2 separate regions of the Mus musculus genome follow, and region 1 is linked to region 2. The links are chromatin contacts, called in public Hi-C maps. All regions are on one chromosome and are shown on one strand. Each heading gives the region's core, a stretch centred on a gene start, on an enhancer-like site or on the middle of the called end of the contact. The rest is flanking DNA. Distances are from core to core; before and after follow the strand shown.

Region 1 (7,481 bases), core at 2,057-4,556, about 31 Mb after region 2:
AGGTCTGGCTCCCAGATGAGAGGCTGGGAAAGGAAGTGAGGGGTAGACCCTTTCGGTGAGGTCTGCTTCATCTCTGAGCCAGGACTAGGTCTATACTCAGTTTGCCCTGCTTACCCCAAACTCCAAACTCCCTTTAGCAATGGTAGAATTCTACGTGGTGACAAATATAAGCACTGGATTCTCTGGGGACAACACAAATATGCTCCCCAGGACCTCCCTGGAGATATTTGAGAGGACTCCCAAACCAGGAAAGAGCCCAGATGCGCAAGAGGCTAAGCTCAACACAGACTCTTGGAGGATGAAGTATTGAGCAATCCCCCCTCCAACACACACCCCAGCAAGAGGGAAGCAGCAAGCAAAAACTAGACTGAGCTGGTTCCAGGTCTGCTGTCATCGTGTCCTCCAGTCCTTCTGCTCCACCACCTTTGTGTTGTAATTTCTCTGGCTCTTCGATACATTTCAGAGGAAAGGCTGCACTCAGTAGAGTGCCTGCCTGGCATGTAAGAAACTGGGTTTGATCCCCAGCCCTGCGTAAAGCCTTCATTTTAAAAGGTGATGACATACACCTATAACTCCAGCATCCTAGGGGTGGAGGCACAAGAATCAGAAGTTGATCACAGCCTACAGAGCTGTGGGTTTGAGGCCAGGCTGTGCTAGTTGAGACCCTAAAGAGGAAGGGAGGGATGGAGAATGAGGAAGAGGAGATGGATGAGGTTGGAAGAGAGGTTCTCTAGGCTTATGGTCAGGTTGGGATGTGAGGCAGCAGGAAGAACACAGTAGGAATAAAACTCCTGCCTCCCTTCCCAGGGCACACTCAGACCTTCAGACAAAGGCAACACCCCCACCCACCCACCATGACTGTGGCACTCACTGGCCAAATAACAACATAGTAGCACCCAGACCTCCTTAGCAAGGACAGCACTAAAGAACACAGTCTCCCTAAGTGCAAAGACTGGCCAGAGACCAGTGGCACCAAGGAACCGGATCACCTGAGAGCTTCCAGGTCACCTGGAGACCCAGAAGAGTCCGAACTTCCAGACTCTAGTTCCAAAGCACTCTCCAAAACCATCAGCCTCTCCAGGAAGGATGGTTCAGCTCACTTGGGGACCAGAGCCCAGAAAAGGCTCCTGGAAAAAGACTTGATTGACCTCCTCCACCAGTGAAGTGAAGATTTAACATCATGAAAAGAAGCTGGTGGTGGCACATACCTTTATTCCCAGAACTTAGGCGGCAGAGACAGATCTCTGAGTTTGAGGCCAGCCTGGTCTATAGAGTGAGCTCCAGGACAGCCAGGGCTACACAGAGAAACCCTGATTGGAAAAACCAACCAGAGAAAACATTGTGAAAAGACGCAACTCTGCTTTTGTCGGCACAAACACAGCTTTGTAGGTGGCATGGGAGGCTGCTTGGGTGGAGGGTATGAGGTCTAGCTTCCACTAGTTTCTTCCGCTTCTGTTTTTCTATACTAGATGTAGGGCATACTTTGAGAAAGCCAGAGATGAGATAAATGCAGATGGCTCAGGTAAGGTGGTCAATGGGGGAGGGGGCTGTGGGGGCTGCTGAGAAGTCCTACTGCCCTCCAGAGGGCAGGCTAGGAGGGGACCAGTACAAGGCTGGCCACTTTGCCTAGGTCTCAGATGGGTTCCAGTTCTCTGGTTTCCTTAACTATGCAAAGTGCTGGTGCTTTCTCAGCTCCCTCTTTTCTTCTCTCCCATCCTGTCCTCATTCTCTCCTTCCTTCCCTCCCTCTTCTCTCTTCCATACAACCAGCAGGCACTGACAGTCCACACTGTCCCCTCTGCCGGCCAATTACACACCATGGAAGCCATACCCCACCCCCACCCCCGCTCCTTTCTTTGCGAATAGGGCCCAGCAGGCATCCTCTCTTACCGCTGTTCTTTCCTTTTCCAGCACTACAAGAATCAGTGAGAATCGCCAAGTCACATCTACCACCTCTCCCAAAATCTCCAACCGTTTTCACACACACACACACACACACACACACACACACCACAGACCAAGGCACTGACTGACTCCCCACACCCAACACCTGTTCAACCTCAGAGACAGAGACCCCACAAGCCTACCCTTGGTGGTCACAGACACCCGCTACCAGATCTTGGGATCTCCTGAAGTACTTTGGCTTGGACTCACACCAAGCATTTGGCTCACCCCTAGTACCTAGTTTATTCCAAATCTGCAAGTGGAAGAAAGGAAGAAGAGTCTGAAGGATCGGGATACTGGCCTTTAAAGGAGCCATAGACCCTCGGTTACACACACCATCCTTCTCAATCTTTCCCCCAAACCTCTTTTTAAAGCTGAGTCAAATACAATGAGACTGTTCCCCACACTTCCTGACACTGTCTAAACAGAAGCGGGACTCTGCAGAACGTGTAGCCAAGAGGACACAGGCTCCTGTCCAGAGATCCGTCTGGAGCAGGCACTGAACAAGGGGCTGCTCCAGGACAGAAGCGCGAGAAAAAAAAAAAGCCCGTGCTCAGTCTCATTCTCTAGGTGTCAGTCCCAGGAGTGACAACCTCAGAGCTGCGGGAGAGCCCAGCGTTTGCTCTTGGCAGTACAACCTGGCGGTCTGCCGGTCCAGCTCCGCACCTCACCCTGGCTGGGGACAGCATCCGCCTCCCGGGCTTGTCTGGCGAAACTCGCGGGATCCCCACAATAAGTGGCTGTTCTGTGTGCCTGAGTGTGAGTGCCTTGGTTGGGGGACGCGTGCCCTGAACCCCAGACCTACACCCCACTCTCTACCGTCGCCCCCACCGCACCAAGTTCCGGAGCCCAGCAAACCTCCTCTTTTCTGCCGGGTCGAGTCAGGGTCGCCTCCTCGAGCTCTGAGTTTTCCATCAAGCGGAGCCAGACTGAAAGCTAGGTGCATTTCCCTGGAGATATAGGGAACAGAGGGAAGAGGGCGAGAGGGACCAATGGGTAGGGAGTAATAAAGTTTATGAGAGGGTGTGGGGCGGTCTTCTGTACCACGGGGCTGTCCAGTCTCCCATTGCCAGGCTCTAAACACCGCCCCACGCGAGGAGGCGCGAAGACACCATCCCCTCCCCCTTCTCCACATATCTCTTTTCCTCCTATCCCTCCTCCTTCTCCTCTTTCCCTCCCCTTGTCTCTCTTCCCCTCACTCCCTCCTCCTTTTTTCCTCCCCCTGAACGAACTCCCGTTGCGCTGCGCCTACTGGATCCACCCAGAGTCCTGGAACCCCAGCTCGCGCCCAATCGCCGACGGGGGCGGGGCCTGTAGGGGGCGGGGCAGATGGAGGAAGGGGTGGGGAGGGGCAGGGAGGGACCTGCTACCCTGAGCTAGGACTAGCGGCTGCTGTGGCCCAAGCAGCAGTGGCGGCGGGCATGGGCGATGGGGGCGCGGAGCGGGACCGCGGCCCCAAGCGCCGGGAGGAGCCTGGTGGCCGCAGCGGGCGTCACGGAGAGCACCGCGGAGCGGAAGATTTGCGTGCTGACACAGGTAGCGCGAGTCCGAGGGAGATTGCTGGGACCTCCGCCTCCAGCCCTGCGGGCTCCAGGGAGAGCGGAGGGGACAGCGACGGACAGCAGGCGCTCGGTGAGACAGACCACTGCCGCCGCATCCTGGTACGAGGTAAGGGGACAGCCGCAGCTCTGATTCCCTGGGCCACCAAGCTGCCTTTCCTGGGGCCTCCGACATCCCTACAACGTCCATCTCTCAGATCATACAGTGGTTCATTCATTTGGTAGTTCATCCTGTAAATACTCCGAGTGCCTATTGTGTGCGGGACACTGAGCTGAACGCGGGGGACAAAGCAGGGGGCTGGACCTTGTTTCGTCCTGCTGGACCGGTGCTCTCTCTCTCTCTCTCTCTCTCTCTCTCTCTCTCTCTCTTTCTCTCTCTCTAGGCCCATCCGGGCTGGTTGGTGTAGTAAGGACACGAATCAGTTGGAGAAGCCCGACACCGAGAGCCAGGGCCTCCGCGCCGGGGTCCCCGGAGCAAGGGCGGAGAAAGTCACGCGCGCGCTGTAGGGACAGGATTGGGAGGGACCCGAGTGGGCAGCTGCTGAGGAAGGCTGGGCCACGCAGGCAGTCGGATGCGTCCCCGCTTCAACCCAGCCTTATTTCCCAGCACCTAGCCTTGCGTGGGTTGAGGCTTAGAGATGGCTGGGTGGGCGGTAGGGTAGCCTGACCTGCCGCGGCTCCGCTGCTCCAGTTTTCCCACTCGCTTGGATACCGCCGGCTCCGGCGCTCCTCCGCCTGGCCTGGCCGCCTGGCCTGGCCGACGCTTTCTTCCTCGGCTCCACCCGCCCTCACCCGAAGTCGGAGCCCCTTCACCCATCCCCCTTCAACCCCCGCAGCAAACTTGCTTTCCCGGCACTCTCCTGCCATCGCTCATCCAGATCCAAACCTCCAATGCCAGTATCCTGGGTCTGGGCCTCTCCCAGGTAGACACTTGGAGAAAGAAGTCTCGGGTCCTGCGGTCAACTGGATCCTAGGCCTGAGGCCTGTTGTTTTTCCGCCATCCTGGGGTTTCGGACTCACTCACTTGGCTTCCCCCAGCTGCCTCCCACAGGCCTCAGGAGGCCTGTAGCCAACTTTCTTTTACGGAGGGAAACCTAGGTTTCTGTCACCCAAGTCAATATCTTAGAGCAGGTGGAGTACAACTTTCCTGACCCCCACCACCACTGTCACCATGTGAGTGGCCCTGGGGATCTGAGAGCCAGCTAGGGCAGGGCATGGAGGTACAGGAAGCTCTCTTAAATTAAGACGCTGCCAGGGACCCTGAATAAAGAAACACTCCTGGGAATAGGTGTGGTCATTGGAAGGCTGGGTGGCTACTGCCATTCTAGGGACCCGCTTGATGGTGTAAGACAGTTACACCACCAGGAATCCCCGCAGGTGTGAGGACTTGTAGGTTACCTGGGGTTAATATGAATTCCCTTTTGTCATCTGAGGGGTTCTAAGGACAAGGAGCGACCACCAGTTGAGTTTCGTTGAGGGAATCTGCAAGCCTTCCAGAAATGAAGACACAGCCTAAGCTCTTAGGCTAAGGACCTTGCCAGTGCTATGCATTAAGAATAGGCGTCTCCCCTGGTCAGGATGACTGAGTTATGCGCCCAAACACCATCTTCCTCCATTCTACCAACCTTTATGTAGATCAAATAAATCTTGCTCGTGGGCATCAGTGGGACTGTCTCTGGTGCAGACTTGCAGAGGTGGGAGTAAAATGTGGCCCTCTGTCCTCTGGGATAGAGCCATTTAAGTCAAGTAGAGACGCGCATGCCGGGTACCTCTTCAGGGGTATACTTTTATAATGTACCCACACAAGGTAATTCCTTTACATTTGTAAAATATAATGGAAATATTAAATACAAGTACAGTTATCCACTGGACTGAAATAAAAAGCAAATGCAGAAACGTAAATCCCTCTGCCCCTCCCCCATTTAATGACAAGGCTGTCATTACAGGCCTGAAATGCCGGGGACGTCATTTACTGCTAATCCCTCCTAGGCAGGGTCACCCGTGTCAGTCACTGCTCGAAGCCCCACCACAGCTGAGGGTAGAGGCTTCCATGAGAAAAGCCAACCCAACACTGGGGAAGGCAAGCCCCCATTGTCCAAAATTAAGAGCCCTCCTTAGTACATTTTACCCTTGTCCTCTGGTCCTCTGAGTACGTAGCCCCCTCAATTCTTCTAAGGTGCAAAGGAGAGCTTATGTGGGCATAAGAAATGACCCCACCCTCTCCACTTCTTTTCACCCTCCTTCCCACGCCCGGGTGTGGCATTGGTTGAGAGAGGTTTTTAGCACTGGAAAGGCCAAGGGCAGCTGGAGGCTGAGGTGAGCGGAACTGCTGTCTCACCTCCTGCCTCCAGGATTCCCTCCTCTTCAGGAAGCTGCCTGAGGATCCAGGGTGCTGTCACAGAAAACAGTCTGCAGGCTCTCCGTAAATATTTGTGGAAGGAAGGAGTGGGGTAGCACTGGAGTGACCTGCAGATTCTGTCTACTGGTGTGATGTGTTAGTCAGAAATCTCTCTTAACTACCCCCCAACACACACACACACACACACACACACACACACACACACACATCGTGGCCCCAGAGAATGAGCTGCTGTGCAAAGCCAGCAGTTTAGAGGTAAAGGAGAGTCAGACCATCTGCTTGGCCAACGTCTCAGATTTCCTCTGAGAATACAAAGCTGGTAGCCCCTGGTCTGCTCACCCTGCCTTCAAAATGGAAGCGTTGTCTCCAGCCGCTGGCATAAATACTGTGCCACCAAGATGACTTCCACAGTGAGGCTTCCTCCAGGAAGCCACAGTCTCTAAGGCATCCCTTGTGCCCGTCCCTTGGTCAAGATCCTGTAGTGTGGGAAGAACCTTTTGTTTTGTCTTGGAAGGGGATCACCAATGCGATCAACAAGGCGACAACAGAAGGAATGGGGCCTCCAACTCTGCTCTCACCCTGCAGTGGGCCAAGCCTACACTGACTCTTTTAGTGGAGCGGGATTGGTACCAGAAGAGGGAAAAGTGTAGTTCACAGATCCCTGCAATTGGTAATCCAAGCCTGCCACCGCCACCACCTTTGCCTCGGACCCTGGTGCTTTCCGTAGCAACCCGGAAGAGAATTCAACTGATTTTGATAGATCTGCGAAGGCGCCACAGTTTTAAGGTCAATGCCAAGAGGCACCAATAATCTTCTCTGTCAGGAGTGCCCCTTGAAGCCTGCTGCCCCCTCGGCAGGTCTCCAAACAAAACGCCCCGTTTCTAGCCTACCATAGCCTTTGCCTCTGAATGGCAGATCCTTCTGAGAAGCACCGGTCATCCACCCGGATAGTCATCCGCTCGGCTAAAAAACGCCCTGGAGCAGAAGCTGGACGCATGCGCTCGGTACTCAGAGGTCCACGGGGGTCCCCGAGAAGACCGAACCTTGAACTTGAAATAGCTTAAACTGTGAGCACGACTTGGCCGTTCAAAACCTTCAGCCAGCCGTGACAGAGAACCCAGGAGAATGGTCACTTGGAGTTGGCCCCTGAGCCTGGAAGACCTCCAGGCTTCAAGCCTGGTCCTGCTGAGCAGGCGCTGTGCAGCAAACCCCAGGCAGCGTTGGACTGCAGAGAGCTGGGCAAAGCCCCAACCAATCCCGGGCCTCTGAGGAGGCCTCCATATCTCACTCTGTGGATACATTCGGAAACCTTGCCCCGCATACGCTCGAAACATATGTATGTTGTGGGCTGTAGAACCGTTTAGAAAATCGCGCTTTCGGAAAATTTGAAGTTTAATTCTTAAGATTTTTAGTATTTGCGAGGAGTCCTTTTAACTTTTTTCAGTGGTGTTTCGTTTTATATTTTCACTATTATTTCGATTGTGGGTGGCCGGAGACCCGCATTCTCACCGCTGGTTTGTGCTGCCCTTGATTTGAGTCTGTATTCCCCCCTCTATGTTCTAACCACCCTCTCACCCCACAGGAAACTGAAGCAGGTGGCAGAACGTGGCATTGTTACCT
Region 2 (7,703 bases), core at 4,394-6,893:
GTTAAGTAGAAGATAAAAGAGGGAGGCAGGGAGGAGGGAGGGAGAAAGAGAGAGAGAGAATATGAATATTCTGAGAAGGTGGCCCTCCAAAGCTTTGGTGGAGACACAGAAAGAGGTCAAATGTGGAAATGAGGGCCTCTGCATCTGTCTGCCTGGGCTTCTGGACTTCCAAAGGGCAGAAGAGAGAGGATTGGGGTAGGAACCTGGAGGAGTTTGCCTATGCTACCTTCTGGAGGCCCTCTCTGCTTGGAAACCTGAGGGGGTGGTACCAGGGTGCAACTGGGCAGGCTTTCTCATCTCAACCAGTTTCTCTCTCTCTCTCTCTCTCTCTCTCTCTCTCTCTCTCTTGTTGTCCCTTAAGTTACAGGGTTCATAAGGCTTGGCAGTGAATCCTTCACCCTCCCCTAAAGTGTCACCTTACAGGGATCTCATGGCCCTGCCTTTCCTCTGGCTGGGCCTGATTGTCCCATGGGAATGTTTGGGTTTCTCTCTCTCTCTCTCTCTCTCTCTCTCTCTCTCTCTCTCTCTCTCTCTCAAATTAAAAAAAACAACAGAGAGAGAAGGAAATTTTGTTCATTCTTTCCTTCTTTCTTCCTATTCTCTCCTCCCTTCCTAATCTCTCCTTCCTTCCTTCCTTCCTTCCTTCCTTCCTTCCTTCCTTCCTTCCTTCCTTCCTTCCTTCCTTCCTTCCTTCCTTGTCTCCCTGCCAGCTTTTCATTCTCCCTACACTCTCTGGAGTGGGGAAGCAGGGAAAAGCCTTACCCGCACAGGAATTCATCCGCTGCATCCAGGGGTAAACAGGGCTTGTGTACTTCCGGTCGGTGCCTTCCTCATGGAGGGCTTTGCCCTGCACGCTGCCGTCAGGTTTGTACTGCTGCTCGGGAGAAAAGTGCAGGTAGTCCCCGGGGCCCCTCTGCTTGTTATTGCCCGAGGGTGAGGCGCCACTGAGGTCTTTATCAGAATAGAAACATGAGGCCCCGTACTCGTAGGATGCCCGGTTGCAGGCCAAGACCGAGTTGGACTGTTGGTAAAAACAAGGTGAGGTGTATGTCTTGTCCGGAAGACTCGACGCCCCGTAAGAGGCCGGGAAGGGCCTCAGCGCGTCATAGCCGGCCGGGTAGAGGGGCAGCTGGCCCAAGAAGGAGTCCTGGCCGCTGGGCAGGCTCCCAGGGAAAGTGGGATTCACAAAATAGGAACTCATTTGCGCGCCCCTCTGCAGGACTGTGATTTGTTGTGTATTAGTACATCTGGCTATAACTATTAGTAGTCATCGAACTGGTTTGTTTCTGGATGGCCGAACGCCAAAAGCGACAGCAGCAAATCGCACCAGCTGACGCAGCGGCGGCCAATGGGAAAGAGCGCCGGAGCCCGCTCCCCGGGGACCGCGGCGACCGAGGCAGCAAAGTTACAAACAGCCCCCAGCCCGCCCGCCCGCCGCCCGCCCGGCAGATTAATGGGCACACACAGCCTGCCCGCCCCGCTCTCCCCCACACATCCCCAAACGCCAGCGGCGGGCACGACCCGGGCAGAGATGTGCAAATCTCTGCACTAGTGCCCAGGTCAATGAGCAGGCCTGCTCTTTCCTTTTTTGCCTTCATGGGTTTTGCTGGGTTTCCTCCCCAAACAGGAAACCTGACAAGCCCGAGCCAGGGGGTGGTGACACGGATGGTTTTGCTTAGAGCCTCCTGTCCCAGTCAGACCCTGGGTCACACCTCCCCTTGTGCTCCCTTAATCATGGGTGTGGGTTCTTGAATGGGAAAAGGGGCTCTGAGAAGCCAGGCCTTCACGCTCTGCTTTTGAACTGTATGCTTTAGGGGTTCCCTGGGCGCCTTATTCCCTCCCATTCTTATTACAGGTTGGGCCTTACTGCCCTAAAGCTGAAAGATCAATCCTCACTGACCAGGCCCACACCAAAGCCAGGGCCTTCCTACAGCCCCTTCTTCTCAGTACCGCCCTCCATGTGTGGTTCTTCTGCAATGGTCCGTGCCTGTGTGGGCTTAAAGCAAATACCTACACCGGCTGTGCACTGCATCCTGTCTTTGAACTTAGAGAAAGGAAAGGCTAAAACTCATGGTTTTCCACAAGAAATGATCTACAGAAGGGTGTTTGTGAGACCGGAGCAGAAAGCCATCCGTGGGGCATGACTCCTCTCACCCAGCTTCAAGCATCCCAGGACTCCCTAAGTTACTGGACCTGCTTAGTGCAGCTACGGAAAAACAACCGGATACAGTATCTCCCAGTCTCATTCCAGAAGCAGGAGAGACACGGGGACCTTGGTTGAGCAGGGCACGGAGTGCAGCTTCTGGAGCCCAGAGCTTCACTCAAAGGATCATTAATGGACTTGGTTTCAAGGTCACACGGAGATGGGCACGGTCGTGTCGCAAGCATACCCACTTGTCCCCTACCTTCCCACCCTAAACTACTCCTGCTGCTACAGTATCTCTAAAACCAGATCTGTCACCCTGTCACTTGCTCCAGGATCCTGAATTACCTTGACCATCGGCCCAGGCCTGGGGATACTCAGACAGGATGTGGAAAGCCTGTTTCGGGCTTGCCTGTACGTGGATCAGGGTCATTTTGTTAAAGAAAAACGCGATATCGGTTTGAAGTCACTTTTATGACTGTTTGGGCTAGAATTAGCTTAAAAAAAACCAATTCTGTGGGTGTCTAAGAGATCTAGCTGGGGCTCAGGAGGTTGTGTGTAAGATCTGTAAAACCCTGACCCTTGTGAACTGATGGGGATCGGGCTTGGGGGAGGTGACACTTGGCAGTGGTCCCGTAGGAATCTATTGCAGAGTTCTTTAATCTCTTCCTTGCTTTTCGATCCCCCCCCTTTCTCCCCTCAAAAGAGGAAAATTGAAAAAGGACTTGCCTAAGATCGGCCTCCAGAGAGCCCGTGAAGGCACACCAAAGGAAGGCTGTACCACAGGCCTTGTGTTTAACGTCTTTATCTCTCCAACCCAAGAAAGTTTTTTTTTCCTTTGTATATAAATGAGCTGTTCAGGAGAGAATAAAATTTTACGTTTCTCACAGAGAGGATGCAATATGTGGGAAATGAATAACTCAGGAAGAAAAGAAAGGTGGATTTTTTTTTTCTTAAAAGGCTGTTTGAAGAAAATAAGTTTGAGTTATTGGTTCTTAAACAACAAACAATCAGATAACAATTATTTCCAGCAATACTGTTGGAAATGAAAGTAGCCATTTCCCAGGTGCTAATTGTTCACATCTATCAGTTCTCTTTGACGCAGCTCTGTCTCACACAGAGTTGGAGCTGATGACAGCTTGCCACCATTATTGCTATGGTTTGATCTGAATTTTAGACTTAATTGTCTCAGCCAATAAAAGAATTTGTTTTCTCACCTAGAAGCCAGAAAATGTATTTCTAGCTTCTGTAAACATTAAGGTGGAAAAAATATTAAGTTGAAATCTTAACATGTAAGCCCAGGCTAGTGTGCATTTAAGTTAGCAGTCAATCTATCTATTCTTCCATATACATGTATATAAACATATGTATAATATATATATGGAGAGAGAGCGCGTCCTGACAGAGTGGAGACCAGGAACTCCACACCTTCAATAGAGCCTCATCCTGAGATGATGAGAATAATCACCGCAGGACTCTGCTAGCTCACAGCCACACAGAAAACTTACCTTTTATCTTCTCTTCAAAGAGGGTAAGATGGCAGTAGGGTCACACAGTTTTGCCCTTTCCCTGGCTGCCCATTGAGCCCCTCCACTTCTGCCAGCCTGGAGCCTGGCTTGCAGGTGTGTGGGAAGACCCAGAAGGTCCACCTCCATCCAGTCAAATCTCTAGGCCAGAACCCAAAGCACACAGGTGTGGGCCTCTGTCAGTTACCAGCCCTCTCCTGGAGCTGCCTTCCATGCCATAGCCAATCCTCAGGGCCAGTCAGGTCAGCAGGCCTCGGAACTACAAATGGTCTCTCCGATGTCAGAATCCCAAAGCCAAAGCGTTCCCCAACTGGCGTGAGCCCTCAGGACGCCTTTGGGACGCGCAGTTTGGACAGAAGCAGCCATGACCAGCCAGGCGGCCTGTACAAACAGTCTCCATGGTGCTGGGTTAGGGGAGAGGGAAGGACCCGAATCTATTCCAGCGGCTGAGCTTTCTGTCATGGGTAGCCGAAGCAAGAAGATTTCACAGCCAAATAAACCCTTGGAGACTGCCCCTCAGGTCCCCTTTTGTGCCCCCCTTCCCCTGCTTCTGGGGATTCTGAGGGGCCCGTACAGCAGTCGCGCCAGGCTCAAAGAGGCGGGACGCTGCTGGCGCCGGTCCCGGCGACGGCCACAGCGTGGCAGCAGCGAGCTCCCTGTTCGGTCGCAATAAATAATCCGCCTGCGGCAGCCGCAGTCAGGCAGCCAGCGGCCCTAGGAGGCAAATGCGGCGCTTTATCTGCCCCTGCCCGGGGCGCATCCACAGAGCTGTCCGGCGGCAAACATTCCAAGCATCTACACGTCCTTCTTAATTGTCTGGCCTAGGCCGACATACTATCTTGAGATAGGAAAACAGCAGCAGCAACAACAACCAAAAACCAAATAAACAAAAAAGAACCATAGCCAGGGAACTCGCGACTGATGCTTGGGTAGCTCTGTCTCCCGGGGGCAAATCTAACCTGGTCAGACCCGCTTTCAGGCCCACCCACCATGACTGGTGCCACCGTGCCATGCAAAGCCATTGCTAGGCCCGCAGCTCTTAGTGCTGTCTCGCTGCTAGCTGTAGTCCTCTCGCTGGAAGCCGGGGAGGTGGAGGACCGTGGACACCAACCTGCCACTGTACTTAGGTGGCTTGGGACTGCGACCCTGCTATTGCCCAGACACCATTTTGCAACCTTCCCTCAGAAACCTCAGATGTGCTCCTTCCACCTGCGTCAACACAGCAGCCCCTGCACGGAAACATCACCCCCTCACCTTAGCACCCAATTAACTCGGTTCTCTCCTCCAACACAGAATTCCACACACGCATCTAGCCCCTCTTCCAGGGCTCGAGAAATCACTCTAACCAGAAAACCGGGCAAACGAAGCAGGCAACCATCGGAGAACTCTGAATTAGTAAGTTTTGTTTCTGTGTTTGCTTCCTTTCCTAGCCCCCACAGGAAAAAACAGTGTGCCGAAGCTAACAAAACGCCCGTGCTACTTTGCTCGCCTCTCCGTCCTCGTTCCCAGGTTGGGAACTACCTCTGGCTATTGGGGAAGTCAGTTGAATCAATTGGGTCACGAATGAAATAATCCCAAACCCCAGAGGCCAGTAGGGAACAGTAGAATGCCAAATGACTTCCTTTGGGGCTTCCCGAGGGTCACTGGGGAATGGAGGGGGGAGGGGGCGAAGACCCAAGCGGTGCTGCGCCGTGCCAAGGCGCTGTGCCACAGAGGGAAGGCTGATCCGCCTTGAGGGAGGAGGGAAAAGGAGTGATTGTAGGTGGTGGCGGTAGTGGGTGAGAATGAGTGACGTGTTTGGACTGTGGTGTATATTGGGGCTGAAAATGAAAGGACAGTACTGAAAGAGCGTGAAAAAGGCCCCTTTTCAAAGTCGTTCCTGGTGCCCTCTCTTACCACTGTAGTACCTCACCCACCTTTGCCCTGTCTCCTTCCCACAGGTCTCACCTTCAGACCGCGGCTCCCAGAAGCTTCTGCCTCTCTGACAGCTGTCGCTTCGGCAGCCCAAGAGACGAATTGTCCTCCTTCCTGGTGCCAGAGGACGCAGGAAATTAGCCAGGTTGCAAGTTGCAAAGCAGCGGCGGCTGCTCCAGGAACTGGACGCGCTCCACCTCCAGCGACAACGGCTGGCCTGGGCCTGGCAGCGGCTTCCCCTCGCTCGCCATCGCCGGACAAAGCGCAGCCCAGGCAGGCTGGCAAGGCAGAGCTCCGAAGCACGCAGGATGGAGCGGAGCAAAAGAATGCGGCTCTATTCTCGCAAGGGAAATTATAAAAAAGTTCATGTTCACGGTTCCTATCCACATGACCGACAGCGGCCAATGGAAGGGCCGAACAACTCATAAAGTTGTATTGCAAAGTTGTAAATTTTCATAAACAACAACGGATTTATGACCCTTTCCCCATCACTAAGAGGAGGCGGCTCTTACACAGACGCCATCTTACCACCGAGTCTGTCCCGATTTGGGGCTGCAGGTTTTTCAGACCCTTTTAGGTCCGATTTTATTTAAAAAAAAAAAAAAAAAAAAAAGTCCTAAGAAACTGGCCCAGCCTAGTCAGGGGATAAGAATGGAGACCTTCGCGGGCCCAGCTCAGGATGCTCTAAGCTACTTCCACCGCCTCTCGCCCCTGGTCTCTCACCGCTAGCCCCTTCCCCAGCCACAGTCCTTCCTCAGCAACAGGACTTGGACTTGGTTGCGCCGCAGGGTTTGAGGCCCATGTCGTCCAAGAATCCCTCAGCTGCAGTGTTGGACCCTGGGGCATCCTCACCCTTTCTGAAGGCTAAGTGGGGGTACTGCAGCAGGGACCCTGAATTCCATGTCTTTCCTACCCCTGGACTGTACTCAGGACGCATGTGGAATCCGGGATCAATTGGAGGGTAGGTAATACCCTTTTAGAGCTCAGTCTACACCTTTAGAGGAAAGTTGAATTTGGAATTCGTTCATGGAATTTATGAAAGTTTGAGAGGCCGTAGATAGAATATGTAGCATTAACAAATAGTCTTTTTTCAATGGATCTAAATAGATATTGGTGCACATACAATAGCCAGACAAAAACCATCTACAAAGAGGAAGGCATATATACAATTATAGTCACAGAAAAACACAGAAACCCACACACACAATTATAGACATGAGAAATGTTGATGCACACGCATGTGTGTGGGAATGCATACAATTATAACTATAAGCAAGCACACAGAGAAATAGAAATGTGCTTAAGTACACATAAAAACATGTGAAAAGAGACATGATACATTTGTCCATGAATAGCTAAAATTTGGACTCAGGGACAGTGGCTCTGCATTTGTTTCCCGTGTCTCTTTGGCCTACAGCCAGGGCTGGTCCTTCAGCTATGGCCACTTCCCCTTGCACAAGACCCTCTGGATAAAGCAGTCCGTGTTTCTTTGTCACCAAGCATCTTTATTGTTACATAAAACACAGGTAGCTGGGCTGGGAAGCGTGCCTTCTCTGAACCCCAGGCTGGGGGGTGGGACGGGACATGAGGAGACAAGGGAGATGATGGCCCCGGTGGGTGCTGGACTTCCCCCACCCACTACAGAATTAGTTCAATACAACACACCATGCTACAAAGTCACCCCATTAAAACATCCTTCCAAAGTCAAGACATTCCTTTACAAATGAGCTCCAAGATTATAGAAATGACAACAACACAAAAAAAATCTGGTTCAAATATACAGTATTTGTCCTTGTAGGAAAAGTCAGGGTATACATATTTGACATGGCTGAACAGTAGGACACAAAAGCAAGGGGGAGAGGACAGTGAGTCTGGGAACATCTCCTTAGTCCCACAAAAACAAAACCCAGAGCTATTCCAGAGGATGGCAGCCAGCTCGGGAATGCTCCCCTCCTGAAGTAGGGTTAATGGCCCTGACCTTGTGTCAAAGCCAGAGAAAGAGGGATTCTAGGTTACAGCACTTGGTATGCTTTGGAATAAATATATTATTTTTCAATTTAAATAGAAGCCAATACCCTGGTCCCTGAACCTCATTGCCTTGTCAGTGAAGCCTTGGTGAC

What was found. Hi-C and Micro-C count contacts between places; a contact is called where the count stands out from the background.
Region 1: a Hi-C map of embryonic stem cells shows a contact between it and region 2, with 17 times the contacts expected there. The contact joins the promoter of Vax2 here to the promoter of Hoxa3 in region 2. A contact is called at or near these places in 6 of 39 promoter capture datasets (cranial neural crest, embryonic stem cells, frontonasal cranial neural crest and 2 more) and 1 of 484 Hi-C or Micro-C datasets (embryonic stem cells).

What each region holds. Positions count from the first base shown.
Region 1 is chr6:83,707,933-83,715,413 of GRCm38.p6, forward strand. It overlaps Vax2 (ventral anterior homeobox 2), which reads left to right and starts at 3,307. Exons shown (of 3, transcript NM_011912.4): 1 at 3,307-3,611. The coding sequence starts at 3,365. It overlaps Vax2os (ventral anterior homeobox 2, opposite strand), which reads right to left and starts at 4,269. Exons shown (of 6, transcript NR_002871.2): 1 at 4,171-4,269; 2 at 2,802-2,893. It overlaps Gm32943 (a long non-coding RNA gene), which reads right to left and starts at 6,842. Exons shown (of 4, transcript XR_003956456.1): 1 at 6,752-6,842; 2 at 5,841-6,337; 3 at 5,128-5,316; 4 at 4,866-4,992.
Region 2 is chr6:52,207,424-52,215,126 of GRCm38.p6, forward strand. Hoxa3 (homeobox A3) reads right to left here and starts at 5,644. Exons shown (of 5, transcript NM_010452.3): 1 at 5,617-5,644. It overlaps Hoxaas3 (Hoxa cluster antisense RNA 3), which reads left to right. Exons shown (of 3, transcript NR_015611.2): 2 at 4,963-5,064; 3 at 5,610-6,174. Hoxa6 (homeobox A6) reads right to left here and starts at 1,249. Exons shown (of 2, transcript NM_010454.3): 1 at 763-1,249. The coding sequence starts at 1,201. Mira (mistral long non-coding RNA) reads right to left here. Exons shown (of 1, transcript NR_045199.1): 1 at 7,068-7,703.